Regions from separate parts of the Gossypium hirsutum genome. Here region 1 is linked to region 2. A link is a contact called in public Hi-C data. All regions are on one chromosome and are shown on one strand. The core of a region is the stretch at or near the end of the contact, and the rest is flanking DNA. Distances in the headings are between cores, read along the strand shown.

Region 1 (6,002 bases), core at 738-3,237, 900 kb before region 2:
AGGGACAGAATAACAACTATCATCTAAATGTATGCTATCGACAGTTTCTGAGGCGGAAACAGAGCTCTGAATAGATGTTAATTTGGTATGGAATCCACCCAAAGATTCGCTTTTATGATCGAAACCAGCAGTCGGAGTCCAGCCAAGAAACGAAATGCCTTCTCCAGGCATTTTGCATTCATCCAAGAGTTTGCCACGATCACATCTCTGCTTAAGTGACCAGATTGTAACACGTGGTTTCCATTGAAATGAGTCTTCAATAGTGAAGCAAACTGATTCAACCCGAAGAAGTATTTGGCTCAAGTGGACAAAAGAAAAAGACAACCTTGCACCCAGGGGAAATGACGTGGCAGGGATTTCACAAAGAGGCTCATAATTGAATGTGTTATCTAAATATGATATTGCATACAAAACTGCAGATCCTCTATTATTCCACACTAAAAAATTTTCAGATTCATGGGTTACACTAGTAATTTGTGCATTCCCATAATTTTTACTTTCAAGAAACATAGCCCCTACAACATGTGACTGACCATGATCATCTTCAACGCAAAGGACATTGTTCATGAAAAGAATCACACCTATTGTAATGGCACCGTCCAACAGCCTAAATATAGATCGATCTTTTAAAACAGTAGCAACAGTAGTCCTACATGTTGCAATTGATACTACTTGTCCAGCCTCAACAAGGCCATCTTCCCATGCCTCTATTTCTTGCTTAGAAGGTTTCTGCAACCTAGTCTCACCCTCACTACCTTGATGAAAGTCCTTTGACAAAGGAACCAACTGCAGCTTACCAAAGGAGTCAGCCAAGAGTGAACAATGTATTTCTCCATCATCAACTGAAGATACAACATCCATAAACTTCAAAGGCCCAATGGACAAATTCCCATGAAAAATGGTTTGTACAATAGTAAGAGTATACGTATCAACAATAACAACAGTACACTTAGGAGGCTTCCTGTTCTGAGATTCTTTATCCATTGAAATCTCACCCCCTTCGGCAGATTCCATCAACTGGTGGTCAGTTAAATGGGCAGCATCAACAAAGCAACAGCCTACACAAGCATATCTTGGATTCCAAGGCAATGTACGAATAATCGATGGGCTGCCCACCCAAGGTGGCAGTTTTCTTCTACGCCTGCAGTGGCCACTACTTCTGCTCCAGACGCACAACATACTGTCAGTACAAGCACTTAGTAAGGCACCCCCATTATCAAAGCTAGAGTTGAAAGCAACATTACTTGAATAGTCCATGCTTTGTTCTCCAGATACTACAATGGGACAGCAAATGGCGAGATCAGCTATTGGTGCAGCATGACCGCACAACATAGCAATTGGTCGAATTTCCTGAATATGATACAAATTTCGACCATCAGTCTAAATTCAACAATCTAAACTATACCCTAGCAAAACCCAGATTTACTACCGAGCAAATGCATATATAATATCAAATTGAAGCTCTCTGGTCATTCAATTGCATAACACAAATATAATAAGCTAATTATTCTTAATAAGAAGAAGAGAACCCGAATCTTTTAGTTATATTGTTTTCCTAAATTGAATCGAGTAAAGTTAGTTGGTTACCGGGTGGGAATCTGAATTGGAGAGGTTCCACCAGAGGATGGAGCCATCGGATCCGCCGGTGTAGAGAGTCGGAGGGTGGTTGAGAGCGGCTGTGGCTGTGACACGGTGGGCCGGAGGCGTGCCTGACCATATACACGCCACGGATCGGCACTTCATGGCCTATGTAGTAGCTCTGCCTTCAAATGTGTTGAAGGCTGCGTTTTTATTACAAATTCGATGCGCAAGTGTCTATATTTTGGACCCAGATACCACTATACACATTTTTGCTTATTTTGTTCTGGGCATGAATCTTTTCGAATGTACTTTTTAAGGGTAACACTACCACTCTCTCTCTATTCATCAGTACTTCATAATTTTGCCAGAGTTTTGAGAATCTTCTATTTAGTTAATTAGCAAAATGAAAAGAAAAAGGGTGATTTAATTTTATATTTTTCAAATAAATTAGTGTCTTCATTTCAATAGTTTTAGGATGAATATTGCTGAGGATTTCCTTTTTAAGTTTTACCAGGACAGGACCGGTCCAATTAAAGTTGAACCAATAAACCGATATAAAGCAACAATTGAATAGGATCTTTTTAATTATTTTTATTTTTATTTTATGTAATTTTTAATAATTTATTTAAACAAAGTACCAAATACTACCCACATAACAATGAAAGTAAGCGCCAATTGTAAATCTTGGATCCCTATTTTATCCAAGCTATTAGTATTCAAGATTAAAGATGTTATCAAACTCTCCTAAATTTTGCCTTTGTGAAAGCGGATTGCATTGTATCATGGATGGTTCTGATTTTAAAGCCGCTGAAGTGCCTGAAACTGCTTCAGGCTTTTGTTCATAGGTTACCAAAATCTCAATGTTAAAGCATAAAATGGGCGAGAGCCATAGCCACCAAGTTCATAATTTTTTTCTTTCCATTTGACTTGGAAGGGTACTACTCCAACCACAACAGAAGCTGAAAACAGTTACGATACGAAATGATATTTCGTTACCTACAAGAATTAAAAATCAACATACTGAAATTAGAATCCGGTTTTACATATGATAAGAAAAACCAAGTTCCGGCTGGTAACTGAGCTCCATAGCTCTTCTCCTATGTCATTCCAGCAACTTTACCTTCCAATTTCCTTCTTTTTGCATCCAACAATAGTCCAGCCAGCCATCACAGTTTCATTCAACAAAACACCAACATTAAGTAGATACAAGAACGACCCTATTGGTCTATTGGTCATCCAACATTTAACTTTACTGTCTTACTCAGCGCTTCCCACCCTGAAGGAAGATAAAAAAAAGGCACAAATTGGTTTAGTGCCAGAAAAATAAAACGAAACACTGATAAAAACAGCTGAAAATGGACAATCTAACTAAAGCTGCACTTCCATCACTAAGTAAAAAAGAAGTGAAACCAGGGAAGGGGCTGTTCAGAAAGGCGCCGAGTCGTTGACAAAGCAGCAAGCAATGTCAAAGGAAATTTTGATATTAAATGGTTGAACCTCTCTCTCTCTGTGGCATATTTCTACATGGGTCCTATGTCCATTTGGTAATAACTGATCCATTGACCAGAAACAGTAGGACGCAGTTATACATATATCTGGTGACTCAAACTTTATACCTGATTATCGATAAATATTATTATAGGACGGAATTGCTTACCTTTATACATATATCCCTTGGGGATTCAATTTATCAATTCATGATGACTAATAGTTTCCTACCTTGTGAGGTGGAGTTCCTGGTCTGAATGTGTTGTTGCCAAATCCACCCTTTCCTTTCTTCTCTAAAGATTTAAGAATCTGAAACGAACATGTTAAACTATCATCCACACTCATCATGGCACCTGCATTATCAAATTCCCCGCAGTAGTTTGGAGCAGAGAATATGGTCACCAACTGTCGCTTTGCAAAGAACTCATAGCCATCTTCTACAACCTAAACGAAGCATGAAAACATAAAATTTAAAAGACAATAAAGAATACAAACATTAATTACTAGAATTTGGTCAGTCTGCCCACATTGTTACACTGGAAGTAACACGAAGGATCCAGGAACTCTAAACTCTTCATTTTTCACAAGTTTCCCACAAGTTCCTAATATACCATCAAGTCATGCAAATTTAGAAAAATAAATAAATAAAACAAAACAAAACGAAGTTAAGGTCAATACAGATGACAATACCTGGTGAGCTCGGCAAATGAGATCAAGGTCATGTTTCTTAAGGAATTCAGAAACTATGTCAGCCCCAAATGTATATGAAACTCCCCTATCATTCTCTCCCCAGCCATCAAGATCTTTATCAGGATCAGCCCAAAGAAGATCACAGAGAAGGCCCTGATCTGGCACATCAACAGGGCGAGAAATGCTACGGATCTGATCCAATTTTTCAAGTCAGGAGATAATCCACCATGCATGCAAAGGATCTTCTCATCAATTAGAGCAGCAACAGGTAGGCAATTAAAGCATTCCGTAAACAACTTCCAGACACGAACATTAAACCTTCTTTTGCACTCATCATAGAAACCATATATACGGTTAATTGATGCACATTCATGGTTGCCCCTAAGGAGAAAAAAATTCTCTTTGTATTTGATTTTGTATGCTAGGAGAAGGCAAATTGTTTCGATGCTCTGCTTGCCACGATCAACATAGTCACCTAGGAATAAATAGTTTGCTGTAGGCGGATATCCTCCATACTCAAACAAACGTAGAAGATCAGAAAATTGACCGTGAACATCTCCTGCCAAAATAGTATGAAAGTAAACGCAGAATTATTACATTCCCAATTTGTTAAAACTTAAAAAACCTACAGAAATTAAATTATATTATTTATATGGGAAAAAAAAACAAGTGCACACCAAGCTCATTTGATGAAGATCAAGTTAACGTGGTAGTGAATGAAAGATAAATTCAAATTAGAGAAGTCCAAGCCCCTAGAATTACCAAGCAGACCTAACTGACCGAAATAAAAGACCTTGAAATTATTGAGCATGTGATCCTCTATACAAACCAAAATGAGAAAAAAACACACAGAGCTATCGTTCAAGGCACAACAGCTTCTGCAAAACTCTAATGACACTTGAAGGCTCACTAAAACCATCCCAAACTCCGATGAACCCTTTTGACATATGATGTACAGATGGGAGCAAAATTATTATACATCCCCCCCGAAACACATACAAACAAACAAACAAACAAACAGAAAATACTAAGTGTTGAAGTAAAAAGAATAGGAAAAAAGGGACCAAGTCCATCTTTATGGAAAGGAACAAATATACAAACAAAGTGCAGCTATAAAATCTTATTTTAAGTTCACCCAGACACGAAGACATTCTGAGCTCCATGCCCCACATCTACGGATTAACATAATGCTGGAAAATTCAGAACCTTCATACGATAGCAGTAGTCTTGTTAGAAAATGTTTCTCATAGTATGAAAGTTCTCACTTTCCCTTGATAAATGCTCTTATTATCTTCCACCACGTAGGGGAATATAATTTATTTAACTTCCGAATAGCACAAAATGCCAACAACTTTCCAAATTGAGACCCTTGTCATAGAAAAGTTGTCCCATGTCTACCGGACTGCATCTATCAAAGCACAATAACAAAAATCTAGACCATAAGCACACTAAATAATAACTAATACGCCCAAAACTTTAGAAAGGCTAAAGTATTATCTCATTATGACATATGCATAATGCATGTCACATACAACTAGCTACAACAGTTGAGCCAAGCAGTGCGTGCAGTAAATATAGCTTTACACGAAGTTCACCCATCAATGATACTACTGCTTCCCTAACAACGACCTAGAGTTGTATTACTAAGATATGAGATTACATTTTACTCAAAATCTGTATATAAATAACAGCCAAAATTACATTGGAAAAGCTGATGCTACCAAATAAAGAATTGGCATAATCTTCTAGGACTGCAAAGACTTACCTGCTGACAAATCAATCAAGTATCTAGGATCCTTATCTCCCAGTAACGCATAATCAAATGCCAATGACAATTCACTTGACAGTCTAACCCCAAAACCCTTGAGTCCACTTTTACTGCTCTTTACAATCTTCCTAACTCTTTGCTTTTTGTTTCTTTATCATATCAAATCAAAAAGCATCTTTTATAATTCACAATTTCATCTCAATAATTCTATTTAACAATCAGAAGCAACAAATTTTGGGTATAAATTAGCAAATTCTTACACCCATAGATATTCAAGATTGACACATTCAATGACTAAAATAAACCAAACTAACCCAAAAAGAAAGTAACCAAAATACCCCAAAATAAAGCAACAATCAATTGTGTAAATTTGCATCAGCCAGGTTTACATGACAGAAGGAGGAAAATAAAGCCTTTAAATTGTTAGTTTTTTTACCACAAATCTTGATAGGGGCTTCAAGCTCGAGAAGATTAG
Region 2 (5,957 bases), core at 3,438-5,937:
AATCTCAACATCTCAGATAATTAAGAGGAGATTTTAGAAGGATAACGGAACGAAGATGGGAGTGAGGAGAAGCATAGGCTGTGTTTGGTAGGGAGAGTTTTGACAGATAGTGTGATCCAATTTCCATCCATGAGAAGCACCGTGACAAATCTATGACGCTCGATGGAAGGAATATCCATTACAAATATTGGGGAGAAGAGGAGTTTGTTTAAGTTCTACCATGAGATAGATCTAAAGAGGGTTATTTGGGGCAGAGTTAAGTAGAGGTGCCATATAGGTAATCTCTACCTAGCTTTTTTCATTGCTTATATCGACTCTCCATCCAATTCTTTGATGGTATATTTCACTACTAGAAAATGGTTTAATATATACTTTGGCTTTTGAATATGTGTACTTGTACTTAATTAATATTTAAACTTTTTTTATGGATTTAACTCGTACTTTAACTTGGATTTCATTACAATTTCGTGCTTTTATAGTAAAGCCGTTAAAATTTTATTATGTAATATTAGAAATCAATCGAAAAATAACATGTAACAGTCTCATATCATAACACAGGATAATCCTTAATAAAAATTTAAAATATATAAATTTGTAAAACTTATTTATAAAATTTATTTTTGTTCAAAATAAACTTAAACAAATAGTTGTTGAAATTAAAATGAACTTGGACATTCATTCATCTAGAGTCATTATGGGCTCACTTTTTTGGTAATTTTATATATTTTTAAATTTCCTTATAAAACACCGACTTTATATATTATTTTAAAATTAAAAATATATAATATATATTTATAAAAAAAAAGAGTAAATATAAGATGTTGTAATAAATTTATAAATTATAATTATAATAATTTATGAAAAATTATGCCATTACCTGCTATAATTATAATCATAATTAATATATTAATAAATAAAGAATAAAGTATTAGAGTAAATATAATAACTATAATTTTAAAATATGATATTTATAGTTACACATTTGAGAAAAAAAATATTTTTATTTTTAATTAATCTAAAATTTTAATTGAGAGGCTAAAATGATTAGAATAATAAAAATAATACCTTGTATTATAGTATCATTACGCTAGTTAGGAATATTAACTGAAATGTTGTGAAATATAATATTTAACCAACTGAGCACACCCTTATATTCTCTAACAATATTTGTTTTGTGTATGTGAGGTGGAGGCAGGAAAATGAGAGAAGGATTAGAGATAAGATTTTCGTTCTTATTAATCCACTAATCTAAAAGTTGAAAACAGTTGAGCATTAAGATTAAAGAAAGAGTAAGGTGGGGGAAATAAGGAATTGATAAATTACTAAACAAATGGTTTTCCAATTCTAAGTGTCTCTTTACATTTTTAGATAATATATTAATTTTTTGAATTTTCGAAAGATTTTATTTTATTTTGCCAAACTAATTGTTTAATATCTATTTTCTCAATTAATGTAGAAAAACAAGGGTTAATTAAATAATTTTTAAAAAATTTGTAGAACCACATTGGGACTATTTTATTAAAAAAATGCCCATTTCCAATTTTATTTATGGAAATGGGCCACTTAAAACTTTATTTATCGGAATAGGCTAAAAAAATCAAAAACGTGCCATGTGGAAACGTTTTAAGGGGAAATTTCAAAAAAGCGTACTGACGGGGATGCACTGACGGGAACGCGCTTTACCCTGTGTCAGCAAAAACGCACTAATGTGGGCGCGCTTTTGCTCATGCTTGGACTAAAATTTCAAAAAAATATCATTTTTTAAAAATATTATAAAAAATAGACAATTTTTTTGAAAATTTACAAGAATAAGCCTTTATAAAAACCAAATTTGGCTCACCCAAATTATATTTCCAAAAATGATGTTTGACAATTTAGTCCGAGAACGGGCAAAAGCGCGCCCATGTCAGAGCGTTTTTAGCTGACACGGGGTAAAGCGCATCCCCGTTAGCGCGCTTTTCTAAAATTTCTCCTTAAAACGCTTCCACGTAGACGCGTTTTGATTTTTTTTCAGCCCATTCTGATAAATAAAATTTTAAGTGGCCTGTTTCCGTAAATAAAGTTGGAAATGAGCATTTGTTAATAAAATAGTCCCACATTGGAGCACAATTCAACAATTATATTTCAAAAAATGATGTTTGCACATCTCATATGAAAAAGGGAGGCTTTTTTTTTTATCTAAATAATATAAAAATTAAAATCAATAACTTAAATGGTATGCCCATAAGATTATTTATCAAAATGGTATCGTTTTACTAGTGCCACTTGTCAAATTGGCAACACCGAACTGAAATGTAATGATCTAAAATATTCAGGGACTTGTTATGCAATTTTTTCATTTAGAATGGCTGCTAAAAAAAGGAAAAGGTGCCGCCTGGCAATGTGGTGGCACCAAACTTTAAATATGGCTAATTGCCTTGTAAGCCCTCCTTATTTATTATTTTCTTTTTATTCCCCTCCAACACAGTATATTGTGTTTAAACAAGCCATTAACCTAATTTTGTAGTTAAATAAACCCTTAACTTATGGTTTTTACTCATAAAAGCCCTTTATTTTAATATTAAAGTAAATCTATTTTACCCAAAGTAAAGCTATTTTAAAAAATATAAACTAATTCACATTTTATATTGACGTGAATTCGATGAGAATAATTTATTAAATAAAAAAATAAAATTTTTAAATTTCTTGAGAGTGCTTATATACATTATATTCTTAACTACTCTTTTGAAATTTTTGATTACTTTTTTAGATTTTATGTTGATGTTAAAGTGTATCTAATTTTTATTGCATCAACAAAAAATTAAGATAAGAGCTTGAAATTCAAAATAAATATATTTACTTTAATATTAAAATAAAGATATTTTATGAGTAAAAACAATAAGTTAGGCTTATTTAATTACAAAATAGGTTAAGGGTTTGTTTAAACACAATATAGTAAGTTGAAGGAGAATAAAAAGAAAATAATAAATAAGGAAGGCTTATAAGGCAATTAGTCATATTTAAAGTTTGGTGCCACCACACTGTTAGGCGGCACATTCCCCCCCTTTTTTTTCAGCAACCATTCTAAATGGAAAAATTGTAACATGTCCCTGAATACTTTAGATCATTACATTTCAGTCTGGTGTCGCTAATTTGACATGCGGCACCAGTAAAACCATACCGTTTTGGTAAATGATCTTATGGGCATACCATTTTAGTTATTAATTTTATTTTTTGTATTATTTAGGTAAAAAAGCCAAAAAAGGATAAGGGTCTGTTTGTTTACATGTAAAAAGTTTTACGGAAAATATTTTCTGTATTTTTCTGTGTTTGTTTCACAAAAAATAGTTTGGCCAACGGAACATGACTTACAAGTCAAGGTAAAATAAGTCATTTTTCTTGTAAAAAATGACTTACCATTTTGAAAAGCGCACGTCATTTTTCAGAAAAGAGTTTATTTATAGACAATTTTATTTTTATATAAAAATTAACTTAAATCAAGCTTAATATTATTATATTGATAATAAATTTTATTTTTATTTTTAAAAATATTTAAAATATTATATTTTTCAATATTATAAAACATACATATTTAATTATTTATATTTAGTCATATAATAAATTATTAATATAATAAATATAATGTATTATTTTAATAAATTATTTAATATTTTATTTTTATTTTAATAATAAATTTTAAAAATAATAATTTTAAATAATATTATTCACATATTATTGAAAATATTCAATAATAATATTTTAATAATAAATATTTATTAAAATTATAAATATATTACTAATAAATGTTTTGTAGTATAAAAAATAAAATATGTCATAAGTCTATGTACACTTCATAGATTTGTAATTTAGTCTTTGTACTTTTATTTTTAAGAATTTAGTCCTTTTACTTTTCAAATTTAAAAATTAAGTCTAATTGTTGACATCGTTAATTTTTTTTGTTAATTTTGTGAATGTCACATTTTTTAAATAAAAAATACTTACTTAGTAGTCATGTAATGAATATGATATTAACATAATATCTTTAATACATGCAAAAACTATGTAAAATATAAAATTATAGATAAAAATAAATTCAATTAAATAATGAAAAATAAGAAAATCTCAAATATATGTTTGTTTAATTGAAAATAACTTTTATAAAATATTTTTAAGAAATCTACCAAATAACAGAATATATTTTACACAGATTCCAAATACGAGAAAATATTAACTTTTTCAGAAAGATAAATCGTTTTTCAGAAATCAATTTTCAAAAGTTATTTTTAGTGAAACAAATAGAGCTTAAATTGGAATTTAAGTTTTAACATATTTGTCGGATGATATATATATATATATATATAAAAAAGATAAATAAGCAATGTTAAAATTTTTTAAGGAAATTGTTTACTAGAAATGAATGAGGTATGGAGAGTGAATGACTAAAATGTTTTACTCCTCTTCAATGTATATAACATTTTACGTGGATTTTACTTTCACCAATTTTATTTTTCGTAAACAAACCCCAAAAATGAGGAAAATATTTTTCATAGATAAATGTACTTACACCTTTAATTTAAGCTGTTGATTTTAAAATATACGCTTTTTTTTTTTAAAATCCCTTGCCTCTCTCACCACATTAGGAAAAAATGCCACTTCCAAATAAAATAGTCGTCAATTAAAAGTCGACTTTTAGAGCAAATATAATAATTATAATTTTAAAGTATTAACATTTATAATTTAAAAAAAATGTTTATTTTTAGTCTTAAAAAAATCTATTCCCCCTTTTATTATTATTATTATTATAAATCCGCATATTTAGCGTTGATGAGTGAGGATAAGAGATAGGGCTGAGCTTGGTTGGGGTTGTCTTTTACTGTAATAGGTTGTTAGCAATGGAGGCCGTAGTTCTTTAACCGTCACCACCAATTGGCCACCTGCTAGCCATGGTGGAGTTAGGCAAGCTTCTATTATCTCACCAACCTTCACTCTCTATCCACATCCTCATCGCTACACCACCTTACCAAGCTGAATCCACCGCTCCTTATATTGCCGCCGTCTCTTCCACTATTCCTTCCATTGTTTTTCACAAGCTACCCAAAGTCACCCTCCTTCCATCCACTGATGTTACCCACCATGAGTTCCTTACTTTTGAGGTCCTCCGCCTTAGCAACCCCAATGTCCATGAAACTCTCCTTTCCATCTCCAAGGATTACAAAGTCCATGCCTTTACCATGGATTTTTTCTGTACTGTTGCTTTCAAAGTCGCCGTTGATCTTAGTATCCCTCCTTACTTCTTCTACACCTCCGGCGTTGCTACTCTTTCCTCCTTCTTTTATCTACAAACCCTTCATAATAACACCACTAAAAGCTTCAAAGAACTTAACCTTCTCCTCAACATCCCGGGTGTCCCACCGGTGCCATCTGCCGATATGCCTAAGCCAGTACTCGATCGCAACGATCAAGTCTATCACATCTTCATTAACAACTCCATGTATTTGCCCAAGTCAGCTGGGATTATAATCAACAGTTTTGAATCCCTCGACCCAAGAGCCATCAAAGCAATTCGCGATGGACTCTGTGTTCCAGATGGCCCCACACCTCCACTGTACTGCATCGGACCGTTGATTGCTGACGTTGATCGGAGAAGTGGAGCTAGATCTAATGCTGCCGGTGAAGGTGCCCCTAATGATTGCTTAATGTGGCTTGACAAGCAACCTAGTAAAAGTGTAGTGTTCCTTTGTTTTGGTAGCCTGGGACTGTTTTCAGCTCAACAGTTGAAAGAAATAGCTGAGGGGTTAGAGAGAAGTGAGCAAAGATTCTTGTGGGTGGTGAGAAACCCTCCTTCGGAGAACCTAAGTGTGGCGATAAAGGAACAATCGGAACCAGATTTGAACGCTTTGTTACCTATGGGGTTCTTGGAGAGGACGAAGGAGAGGGGAAAGGTGGTCAAGTCATGGGCGCCACAGGTGACGGTGTTG

What was found. A called contact is a pair of places that touch in the nucleus more often than the background predicts.
Region 1: a Hi-C map of leaf shows a contact between it and region 2, with 2.6 times the contacts expected there. The contact joins the promoter of LOC107952127 here to the promoter of LOC107938277 in region 2. A contact is called at or near these places in 3 of 34 Hi-C or Micro-C datasets (all in leaf).

Annotation. Positions count from the first base shown.
Region 1 is chrA02:50,097,200-50,103,201 of Gossypium_hirsutum_v2.1, reverse strand. It overlaps LOC107952127, which reads right to left and starts at 1,987. Exons shown (of 9, transcript XM_016887406.2): 1 at 1,588-1,987; 2 at 1-1,350. The coding sequence starts at 1,743. It overlaps LOC107952129 (serine/threonine-protein phosphatase PP1), which reads right to left. Exons shown (of 5, transcript XM_016887408.2): 1 at 5,964-6,002; 2 at 3,962-4,318; 3 at 3,760-3,959; 4 at 3,301-3,513; 5 at 2,482-2,857. The coding sequence ends at 2,843.
Region 2 is chrA02:49,196,637-49,202,593 of Gossypium_hirsutum_v2.1, reverse strand. It overlaps LOC107938277 (UDP-glycosyltransferase 88A1), which reads left to right and starts at 4,687. Exons shown (of 1, transcript XM_016871374.2): 1 at 4,687-5,957. The coding sequence starts at 4,923.